Regions from separate parts of the Mus musculus genome. Here region 2 is linked to region 1. A link is a contact called in public HiChIP or PLAC-seq data. All regions are on one chromosome and are shown on one strand. The core of a region is the stretch at or near the end of the contact, and the rest is flanking DNA. Distances in the headings are between cores, read along the strand shown. Region 1 holds the start of Ezh2 (enhancer of zeste 2 polycomb repressive complex 2 subunit). Region 2 has its middle 14 kb from the start of Gm40371.

The links. HiChIP or PLAC-seq counts read pairs in DNA pulled down with a chosen protein or histone mark.
Region 2: an H3K27ac HiChIP or PLAC-seq map of CD8 T cells shows a contact between it and region 1, with 27 times the contacts expected there. The contact joins the enhancer-like site here to the promoter of Ezh2 in region 1. A contact is called at or near these places in 6 of 39 promoter capture datasets (the 3T3-L1 cell line, the C10 cell line, cranial neural crest and 3 more), 3 of 15 datasets of contacts at CTCF or cohesin (CD8 T cells, the NIH/3T3 cell line and pro-B cells), 29 of 484 Hi-C or Micro-C datasets (the 63-12 cell line, B cells, the Ba/F3 cell line and 19 more), 33 of 115 datasets of contacts at active chromatin or transcription factors (the 230-238 cell line, CD8 T cells, DN3 thymocytes and 22 more) and 4 of 9 other capture datasets (adipose tissue, liver, macrophages and 1 more).

What each region holds. Positions count from the first base shown.
Region 1 is chr6:47,592,237-47,598,118 of GRCm38.p6, reverse strand. Ezh2 (enhancer of zeste 2 polycomb repressive complex 2 subunit) reads left to right here and starts at 3,089. Exons shown (of 20, transcript NM_007971.2): 1 at 3,089-3,225. F830010H11Rik (RIKEN cDNA F830010H11 gene) reads right to left here and starts at 2,910. Exons shown (of 1, transcript NR_168258.1): 1 at 581-2,910.
Region 2 is chr6:47,634,211-47,639,474 of GRCm38.p6, reverse strand. No RefSeq gene overlaps it. Among named protein-coding and RNA genes, the nearest start is that of Gm40371, 14 kb to the left of the region's middle. Within about 2 kb of position 2,819, at least 116 of the 459 cell types and tissues checked have an H3K27ac peak or open chromatin away from gene starts, as enhancers often do. A contact at or near this core is called in the 230-238 cell line, the 63-12 cell line, B cells and 22 more, where this site is marked.

The DNA.
Region 1 (5,882 bases), core at 1,840-4,339:
TAGTAAAAATCTCATTGACAAATAATAGGGTTGGGGATCAAGAGCCATCTTTTCAATGAGTTCTTTTTCTGGCCAAGCTGTTTCTTGGCTTCTATATTTTATTTTTTCCATCTGAAGGCATTAAGAAACAAATCCCACTCTTGGGTTGAAAGGAAGTTCTGTTCTACTAAAAGCCTTAACTTTGCATTTTACCTTCTTCCAACCTCCAGCAAACATTGGGGGCATTAACAGGTGTCAGTGGAGAAGTAGCTTCAGAGCTCAAATCTCCTGTTTTTGGTTTTAACCCTTAAATTTGATTGTGAATCTTAGTCTCTTAAAAAGCCAGGATGACTTCCACCAGTGTCTTAAAAAATCTTGGTGACTCGCATCCTTTCATCTATTTTACATGGTTTTCTAATTCATCTAGGTCCCCTTAGAAGCTAGTATTCATACACATACATGGCTGGTGTTCTGTACATACATTAAAAAAGCAAAACACCATCCTCTCACTGAAGTGATTGCAAAAGTTTGTAGGACATGCCTGTATAGTATTTTCTTTAGAAATCTTCAGATGTTTTTTCTTTCCAGCAAAGCCTAAATATTTTTTTTTCTCATTTTCCTGGCCTTCATAAACACTGTTGCAAAATATCAAATCCTCTCTACATAATCAACTTATTTGCAAAGTCAGGTTATTCCATTTTTTTCTGCCCATCACTATACCCTAACTATCTTTTGTAGTTGGTTAATGTCATCACAGAATTAAGGCAATGCTGATTCACTGGTACTCATTCAGCTTTACTATTCCAACCTAGACTTTATATTTAAAAAAGTACATACTTAATGTAGAAGCACTTAGTTCTGCTCACTCTTTTAAATAAGAATTCTCAGCTCCAATTATGTTTTCTATGTAGATTGTACATGTCTATTTGGAGTACTTTTGTTGCCCCATCCATTCTAGGTCTTGTGCTTTTTCTGAAGCTGGCTAAAATGTTCTTTTCTTAAACCAGTTTTGTTTAAATATTTAACATTTCTTGCTTCTAAACACCTAACAATTTTCATTACAACTCTTGGATTTCTTTAGAAGCTCCATATATATACTAATGTAAATTCCTTGATTTTTCTATAAAAATGTTATCAATACTTAATATTAAAGGACATTTAAAATAGTAACACAAAGTTCAAGATAAGCAGTTACCTCAAGTCTAAATTGTTTACTGAAAAAAAAGAAAAAAAAAAAAGCACGTATAAGTTGTTGATGTAGTTGGATAGCTTTTTTACCAGGACAAGTTAGTATATTGTTGACTGCTAGTTTGTCACATTATAGAGCACTCTTGAGTAACTCATATTTTTCTTTTATATATATTTTTATTTGAACATGAGTGTATTTTTCTCTGGCTATTCTTGGTTGTCAAGTTGACTACATAGGGTATTAACTAAAACCCAAGAATTAACTAAAAACTAAGGGTACACCCACGATGGCTTTTTTCTTAACTAAATCATTTGACTTTTAATCCAGATCTTTTAAGGTGGGAAGCTGCACCTGCTTGTCCTCACTCTACTTGGCAAGCCCATTCCTTTATTGGCATTTGTGCCAATGTATAATGTATACCGAATTTCAGGTGTATAATGAAGTTCAGCTGAAGGCATCCCAGCTTATGAACTGAACTAGTGGATTCTTGAATTTTCCGCTTACATACACACACACTAGTTTATTAGAGTGGCTTACAGGCTGTAGGTCCAGCTAGTCCAACAATTACTGTTTACCAACGGAAAACCCAAGAATCCGCTAGTTCTTGAGTCTACAAGCCTGGGTGTCTTTGGCTGAAGGAAGCCAGAAGATGTGTGCTCTAATGCCAGTGAAGGATTATGTATATATTCCTTCTTTCTATATATTCTGAAAATCTATATACATATTCATTCTCAGTTCTCTATCCATTCTATCAGTGAAGGAATGAATACATTCATTTATTCATTCATTCATTCAACCTGTTCCTCTAGAGAACCACGACCAATACAGATACATAACTTCCAGAGTGTTACAAATTCTCAGTCTGAACTCTTCACTATTGAACCTGTTTTCACAGGTCTGTGGGATTTTGCCATTCAGATGCATCTTATTAAAAGTAAATTTGAAATACCATTATTCACCTCATTGCCAGATAACTGAACAGGGAGTGGGGGTTGGGCTGCGTACTGTATAAGCAGCTCATTTCTATTCCTCGGGGAGAAAGGTTGACTCCCAAGATGCCATTGACAAATGTTGCAAACTCCTTACACTTTGCTGAGAAAACATGGGGTGAGCTATTTGCTCTCAAAAGTTGTTAATAAACAACTTGAAACCTTGATAAGTGCTAAGAACCATAAACGCAGCTTGGAAGGCCTTTCAGAGAAATCTGGTCGCCTTTTCTTCCGTCGTCAGGGGATTAGGCACCAGTTTTGCTAGCCAAAGCCTCCAAGGTGCCGAAAGGAACCGCACTAACTTTATCTGCCTACTGGTGCTCTCCGTGAGGAGCGAGGGCCGCCCCGCATTGAATCCCCTGTGGGGCCGGTCACACGCCTTCCTTTCAGTGGCGCCAACAAAAGTGTTGGACCCCGGGCCCAGTATGGCACGCCGGAGAAGAGGGCGGTTAAGACCGTTACCAACCCGAGTTTTGAACTATTTCAAACTTGGCTCAGGCGCCCGCCCGTCTCCTCCCCTCCCCCTCCCGAGAACCACTCAGCGCCCATTCCCGCCAAGAGCTGGCCCGCCCCCCGGCCGGTTCCCGCCATCCCGACCTCCCCGCCTCCTGCCCATAGCGGGCTTCGGGTCCCGCCAAGTGCCCGGCCTCCGCCTGCCTGTCCATGGCTTTCCTGAGAGGTACCGCACGTTGGCAAAAGAACAAAGACAGCGACTGTGGTGCTTCCACCCAGCAAGCCGCGTTCCTCAGAGCGAGCCCTGTCACTCGCGCACGCGCTGGTGAGCCTCGCGCTCCCAGGGCTGGAGCTCGCTCCGAAGGCTCCCAGCCCGTTCGGCCCTCTGATTGGACGGGCGCCCTCTCGCATCCTCCAATCGGAGAGGCGCTTGATAGTGCTGGGGGGGCCAAATAAAAGCGATGGCGATTGGGTTGCTGCGTTTGGCGCTCGGTCCGGTCGCGTCCGACACCCAGTGGGACATCGAAGGCAGTGGAGTCCCGGCGGCGGCGGTGGCGGTGGCGGCGGGTTGGGGGCGACGCGCGGGAGAGGCGCGGGCTGGCGCGCGGGACGAAGGTAGTCCGCGCCGTCGGCCGCCGGTGGTCGGCAGTCAGGGATCTGGAACGCGCCCCGGGGCGGCGGCGGCGGCGGCGGCGATCGCGGGACCTCCGCGCGGGTGCCTGGCCAGTCTTCGGCATCGCCCAAGCGGGTCTCACTCGAGCGCCGCTTTTGTAGGCGCGGAGGGAGGGCTAGGGGACAGCTTTCTGAGCGGTCGTGAGGTGTGTGGCGGTCCCCGCGGTCCCACGAGTGAACTGTGGATTCCGGCAGACGCGGGCGGGCGGGGGCCGGGAGTGGGGGCTTCTGTCCCGGAGCCTGGTCCCGCCTGGCCGGGGCTGGGGGCGTTCCTGTGGCCGATCGGGGCCGGCAGCGCTGAGCCTCAAGTCTTCTTTGTGTGGCTGGGAGGCGGGAGCGCCCGGGTAGGACGGGACTTACACACAAGTTGGTGGGACCGAGTCGAGAGTCTGCACTCAGACAAAGGACAGACTGTGTCTCGGAAGGGGAGGGGAGGACGCGACACTCGGGGCTCCCGCCGCGCGGGTGGGGGCGTGGGGAGGCGCGACGCGAGCGCGAGTGGGCAGGGCTCGTCCTTGCCTGGCCCTGCTGGGGGCGACCGGCTAACGCCGGGCCTTGCTAAGGCGGGACTGCGTGCACAATGTGGGAACTCCCTTAGCCCTGCGGCTGACATTTCCCCGAGAGCCGGGAGTCTCCCACTGCCTCGGGCTGCTAGTGTCCTCGACTGGCTTTGTGCTAAGTTCGATGGAAGAGTCCAGCTGTGTTTCCTTCTCTCACTTCATTATACAGCCCCCCTTGCACGCACCAGATCGTATGCTTCAGGGCTACTTTTTGAAAATGGGAGAAATTGAGAAAGCACGGGCTTTCGGAAAACTTGGTGAATGTCTTGTGAGTTCTACTTTCTAAAGGACCAAAACCTGAAAGAAAAACAAAATCTGTTTTGGCCAACTTGTGTGCTTTTGAGAATGGTGACAGGTGCTAACGAAATCAACTGTCATTTACTCAGTGATTATTCCCCAAATCTCCAGGGGTAGGTTGTTAAAGACTAGATGATCGAAATAAAATACCCACGAGAAATGTGGGTTTACGCTGTAGAATTGACAGTTTCTTTTTAGTGGGTCACGTTTCCCGTGAACAATAGCTTTGGTGAGTCAGAAAAGGCATTTGTTGCCTAAGAAATTCGAGTGTATTCTTGTCACAATTCAAAGAAACTTACTTTGCTTATTAACAGGATCTGTAGAATCTAAATTCATCTGAAGTAAAAATTTGTCTTTGATATTTAAAATACCGTACAACAACGCTACAACGCCTTTTCAGTTTCAGGAAAGTCGTTATCAGTTTAATTCTATGGGTTTTTAATGGCACATAAAACATTTGAAAAATACTAATGCTGTCACAGTTGAATGTAGTTTATATTTTTGGCGATTTAAAAATGTATTTTCAATTACTTTTTATTAATGAATATTAGCAGTGAATTCATATTCAGGAATAAAAGTCAATTTTACTTAGAAGAATGTGGAAATATTTAGGTTATATTTAATTTCCTGTTCTTGTATTCTCAAGTTGGAAACGGATTGGATTCTGGTCTTAAACGAAAAGAATCCTGCCTTTTCTCTTTGGAGAGGTGTACTAGAGAATGAAAATTGCATTAGGAAAACTTAGGAAAATTGCATCCTATATTCTAATTTTGATGGGTTTTGAATATATTTCTTAAAAAAAAAAACAAAAAAAAACCAAAAGAACAGACTCTTGTTGCACTGTTTCATCTAATGAAGACCTAAAGTACATCTGCTAATTTACGGTTTCATATGAATGGAGACAAAGAAATGCAGTGTCAAATTTCTGTTGTTTCTGATTTGCAGGAGCATCGTAGAATAGACATTCCAGGTGCAGCTCTAAATGTTGAGATTGTAGCATAAGGTTTATGTTTACATTAAAATCCTATTGATAATCTCATTCATTATGAGGTGAGCTAGTTGTATAGAATTTTGGTAGAAAATTAGTTTAGAATTTAACAATTCAGTTTTGCCTGAATATGTGATTTTTTCCTGTAGTTGACATTTGCTGTTTTGTACTTGCCACATATATTTCCTTAACTCTCTGAAGAATTGGTTGAAAATATTGCCTTATGTTTCGGTAGAAATGAGAAATGTTTAAGAAGTCTAAATAGGGATAGAAAAAGCCACTTGTTGACATGTGTAGCTAGAAGTGTTCTTTTTGGTACTGATATTCTTTTGCATGGATACATGTGATTATTTTTGTGTTGGCTATGTAAAGGTTTTAGTCAGATTTTCCAAATCACACCAAAATTCATTTGCTTTAGGTTGTCCTTTATCCTTTGAAGTCATATGCTCAAGAAGTTTAGATTTATTTTATTACTAGCCTTTAAATAATAATGAAGAAAGTTGATTTGCCTTAAAAAAACGAACAAAGGAAAATTTCTCTGCTGATAAAATGATTTATGGGCTATAGAAATGGTTTATAGATTAGCTTTGAAGTCTTTATGTCAGTGTAGATGGTGAATTTTTCAGTACATTCCATAGTAGTTATAGGTTGGTAGAATCTTTACGGTGGAACATGGGTAGAAAGGAACAATTCATTAAATTCAGAGAAAGGTCCATCAGAGTATGTGCTTTATTTTAGAGATGTTGTCCCAGAAG
Region 2 (5,264 bases), core at 1,570-4,069, 42 kb before region 1:
CTAACCATCATCAACTGTCCCAGTAGTTCCTTCCATTCTTAACTCTAGAGCCAGAGCCACATGCCTGAAGCTGCCAAGTTCTGCTACTTGCAGGAATTAGAACATGACCTGCTTGTACTATTACATTGTCACTGGCTTTCTGTTTTTCAAATCCTTCACTGCCTAAGCTTGGCTATCCTGCATCTTGCTCTGTAGATTGGCCTTGAACTCAGAGATCAGCATACCTGTCTCCTGGGATTAAAGGTGTGTACCACCAAGCCTGGATTTAATTTAGCTGGGTAGGATCTTGCCCCAAGGTCCCACTCCCTTAATCTGTTATTTCCTAGAACACAGGACTTTGCTCCATTTCACTTTCTGGTATGCCTTTAATACTGGAACCATATATTTTATATTTTGCCTTTCTAAGCTTGTTATGCTTGTTCAAACTTCTCTTTGTGAGACTTAACCAGAGAACAAAGTCTCTGCTGGGCTTTTTTGAAACTTCCTTTGTCAATGCAATTAATGCAATTAATCCAAGTCTCTTCACCTTAGCCTCAGGCAGACTTTTCAGACAAGGGTAAAAAGTAGCCACATTCTTCACCAAAATACCACAAAAACAGTCTTTATGCCACATACTGAAATTCTTCTCCTTTGAAATCTCTTGGGCCAGGTCAACACAGTTCAAATCACTCCCAGCAAAAAAGTCTTCCATATTCCTACTAGGTTGACCCATTAAGCCCCATTTAAAGCATTCCACTGAGTTCCAAATCCAAAGTCCAAAAATCCACATTCTTTCAAATGAAAGCATGGCCAGGCCTATCACAGCAATACCCCACTTCTGGTACCAATTTCTGTCTTAGTTAGGGTTTTACTGCTGTGAACAGACACCATGACCAAGGCAAGTCTTATAAAACACAACATTTAATTGGGGCTGGCTTACAGGTTCAGAGGTTCAGTCCATTATCATCAAGGTGGGAGCATGGCAGTATCCAGGCAGGCATGGCATAGGAGGAGCTGAGAGTTCTATACCTTCATCCAAAGGCTGCTAGTGGAAGACTGACTTCCAGGCAACTAGGATGAGGATCTTATACCCACACCCACAGTGACACACCCATTCCAACCAGGTCACACCTATTCCAACAAGGCCACACCTTCAGATGGTGCCACTCCCTGGTCCAAGGATAAACAAACCATCACACACACTAAATAAATAAATGTAATATTTAAAATCTGAGGGCCATGGAGGTAGCTCAGTGTTGCAGCTGGGTGTGCAGAAGGCAAAGGCAAGAAGATCTCTTGGAGTTGGAAGCTTAGCTTGGTCTATATAATGAGTTCCAGGATAGCCAGAGCTACATTATGAGACCTTGTGTCAAAACAAAACAACAACAGAATAACTGCTGGGCATGGTGGCACATACCTACAATCCCAGCACTTGGAAGGCAGAGGCAAGAGGAGCTCTAAGATTGAGTTTCAGGACAGTCAGGACTGATAGAAAAGCTCTGTCTCAAAAACAAAACAAAACAAACCACCAAAGAGACAAGCAAAAAGAATACATGTTGCTTTTGCCAAAGACTAGAGTTCAGTTCCACTTTAGCCAGTCCACAGCTGCCTCTAAGTCCAGCTGGGAAGGATCAGATGCCCTCTTCTGAACTCTATAAACACCCCCTTCCATCTCACGCCCCTGCTCCCCATCACCACCACCATACTAAGAAAAGAATAGTGCATTCTTAAGTGGTCACTGGACTTGAAATCCTGAAGAGTTATGTAAACACTGTCAATAATTTCATGTATTATCTTCGAGATTTTTCCCATCCATACACAATTATACAAGTAGAAATATTTTAAAAAGGGAATAAGTGGTAAATTCTTATATAGGGAGTTTAAGATCAGCCTAGGCTGTTTAAGGCGAGTCTGTCTCAAAAATCCATACTGGATTAAATTGTATCAGGACAGTGCATCAGGCACATAAGTTCATGCTATCAATATCTGGGAAAGATGGTTTCTTCTATAAGGGCTTCCCCCTCCCTCCACAATTGCTTACAATGGAAACTTACTGCTGTTTACTCTTTAGTAAGTTCAAAGCTAACTAAGACATTTCTTAGTGTTTTAATTTAATGATTCTTCTTTGCATATTTTTTCTTTTCAGACACTTTGAAGGTTAATACATGTGTGTAACTAGAAAGTTAATCTTACCAGAATACTTAAAACAAGTAATCTCTTTTTTTAAAAAAAAAGTTTTCTACTGATATAATGGACTAAATGTAATCTTAAATTTCCCCACGTTAGTCAAGCATGGGTATGGGGGGAAACAGTGTTAAACAATTTAACAATAACCCACAACCCCAGACCAACTAAACAGTAATGCCAGTCTTTGACTATTTATAATTCCTATCTAGGATCTTTTCTAATTAAGGAGATATTTTTAGGGCCTATGCCATAACCATTAAAAATAAAACACATAAAATCAACATGCCAAACGTGATGAAAGTGAAACAAAGTTTCATAAGCAATGACTTGGAGAATTAGGTTAACCACCAAGCTTTTTTTGCATTTCAGTTTTTTACAAATGCATTGTGGGTAGAGCCTAACTAAATATGAAAGTAAACCCGGAGGGCTGAGGGCAGCTACGAGGTCTGCAAGAGATCTGCTGGGAACTCTCGCCCTGCCTCAATAGGTAAGGCAAAATAAGGAAACTGAGTCAAGAGCCTGCTCTGACAGAAACGTAGGGTGGGAGGCAGTACCTCTGAAAACTGGAAGTGTCCTGGGGTCCCAAGGCTTGTGAGTCAGGGAGCCTGGCCTGTTGGGGTGGGGCCTGGCATGTGCCCTGCAAGGGTAGTTCTAGGGTGGAAATAAAGAGTCACATCAGCAGGTGTCACCAGCTAGGATCTGAGCCTTCTGTGAGGCTCTGTGCGTGTAAAATCCCCTTTATGGGTGATTTTTCCTTTTAGCTCCCTCCCCATATTACTCATGGTTTCTTACCCACTGTGGAACTGAGACAGTGACATTTTAAAACAATTAAATATGTATTATGAGAATAAGGACAAAGAGAGAGATTACCTACACTTCGGTGTTATGCACATTAAAAACTGCCAGAATAACACGAAGTTATATCCTGTAAAAAAGGGTGTTTCCCTTGAAGATGTGGGTTGGACCTGGGTGTTTTTGTCAGGCATGAATTAAGCCCGAAACAAAAATATGAAACAGAGTTCACACATAAACCTTTCTCAGGACGTTTTTTTGTCTTGGTTGTTGTTTATCTATTTATTTTAGAATTGTGGAATTGGGAAAGTGGCTCTGAGATGGGACATTTGAAGACATATACAAGTTCCTAGTCTAAACACACACACACATCTTATTGAGAAATTTTGGTAAAGTTTTTCCACTGAGTCAAAATAAAGCAGTTCACTGAAAATATTTCTTAGGTTTTTCCTAGTAAGTAAATGTTCTCCCTGTGATTTCAAAGACAGCGAATTAGTGGGGGAAGGGGGGGGGGAGGCCCAGGTGGCTTCCTAAACCTCTACTGTAATGAACGGGGAGAGTGGAAATGGGTCATTAGGGTTGCACTGGGAATTTCAGAAACGTGAGAGAAACCCTAAATATAAGTTAACATTTAAAATTTGTCCTAGATAAAATGATAGTACCAGGGCTACAGAGATGGCTCAGCCATTGCAGTTGCTTGCTGCTCTTTCAGAGGACCAGAGTTCAGTTCCCATCAAGCAACTTGCAATGACTTGCAACATCAGCTCCCAAGGATCTGACACCCTCTTCTGGACCTCACTTGCAAATATCCACAGACACATACACATAACTGCAAATAAGAAAAGGCGGATCTCTGAGTTCGAGGCCAGCCTGGTCTACAGAGTGAGCTCCAGGACAGCCAAGGCTACACAGAGAAACCCTGTCTTGAAAAAACCAAAAATAAATAAATAAATAAATAAATAAATAAATAAATAAATAAACAAACAAACAAACAAATAAATAAATAAATAAATAAAATTAAAGTACTGGCTCTGCAGAGAACCCAGATTCTATTTCAAGCACCCATGTGGCAGCTCACGATTGTCCATAACTCCAGTTATACGAGATCCAACGCCTTCTTCTGGTCACCTCAGGTACTGCATACTTGTAGAACCCAAACATTCATACCAGCATCCATACACATAAAATAATAAAACTTTTACAAATTAAATAATGGTACCAAAAGCTTAGAGGTTTCTGAAGACTAAGTTAGCTGACACAATGATTTTAGAAGCATATAATTTAGCAAACATATTAGAAATGTTGTCAAATGCTATGTCTTATTTTCTTTTTAAAAATATTTATTTCTTTATGTGTGGATGTGTGGATGTGCATGGTTTTAGGTGTAGAGACCATAAGAGGATATCAGATCCCTCAGATCTGGAGTTAAAGGCATTTTGCGGGACATCTGGCTTATTGTGTGTCTGAGATCCAGGCTCTGGTCCTGATAGCTAGCTGTCACCACTGGGTCATCTCATCAGCTCACAGATGCTAGATGCTAGTTAGAGCCAATAAAAACTTTATAGCTCTGGGGATTTTGTCATCTAACTAAAATGAGAATTTAATACTAGTCATAGTAGTTTGTCTAATAATTTACATGTTTTTCATATTATATCTATAAATTCTAGGCCAGCCAAGTCTACATAGTGAGACGATGAAAAACCTAATGGCAACAACAACCATACCATGCCATACCACACCACACCACAGATTCAATATTATATGGCCTTGAAATCTCCACCATAGAAAATTTACTTTTTAAAAAAAGATTTTTCTTAAGGTGTATAGGTGTTTTAGCTACCTGTATTTACATGCATCACACAAGTCTGGTGATCACAGAGGCCAGAGGTGGCTTTTATCCCATGAAACTGAAGTCGCAGATGGGTGTGAGCTGCCATGTGGGTGTTGGGAATCGAATCTGGGTACTCTGAAGGAACAGTCAGTGCTCTTAACCACTGAGCCATTTCTCTGATTCCCTCCTACATTACTTTTTCAATCTAGTCTCAGACAAGTTCTTAGGAAAACAGCAGAAGGCATCCAAATTCTTTGTCACAATATTACAGGAATGACCTCTAACCCAGTTCTAATAATGTTCTCCTCTAAAATCACGTGAACTGGACCTCCATACCCTGCATTGTTCTCAGTACTACTGTCTTTTAAACTCCTACTAGGATGGCCCTTTAAACTCGGATTAATGATCTGTTAAACTGCCTTTTCTAGCTGGGCGTGGTGGCGCATGCCTTTAATCCCAGCACTCGGGCGGCAGA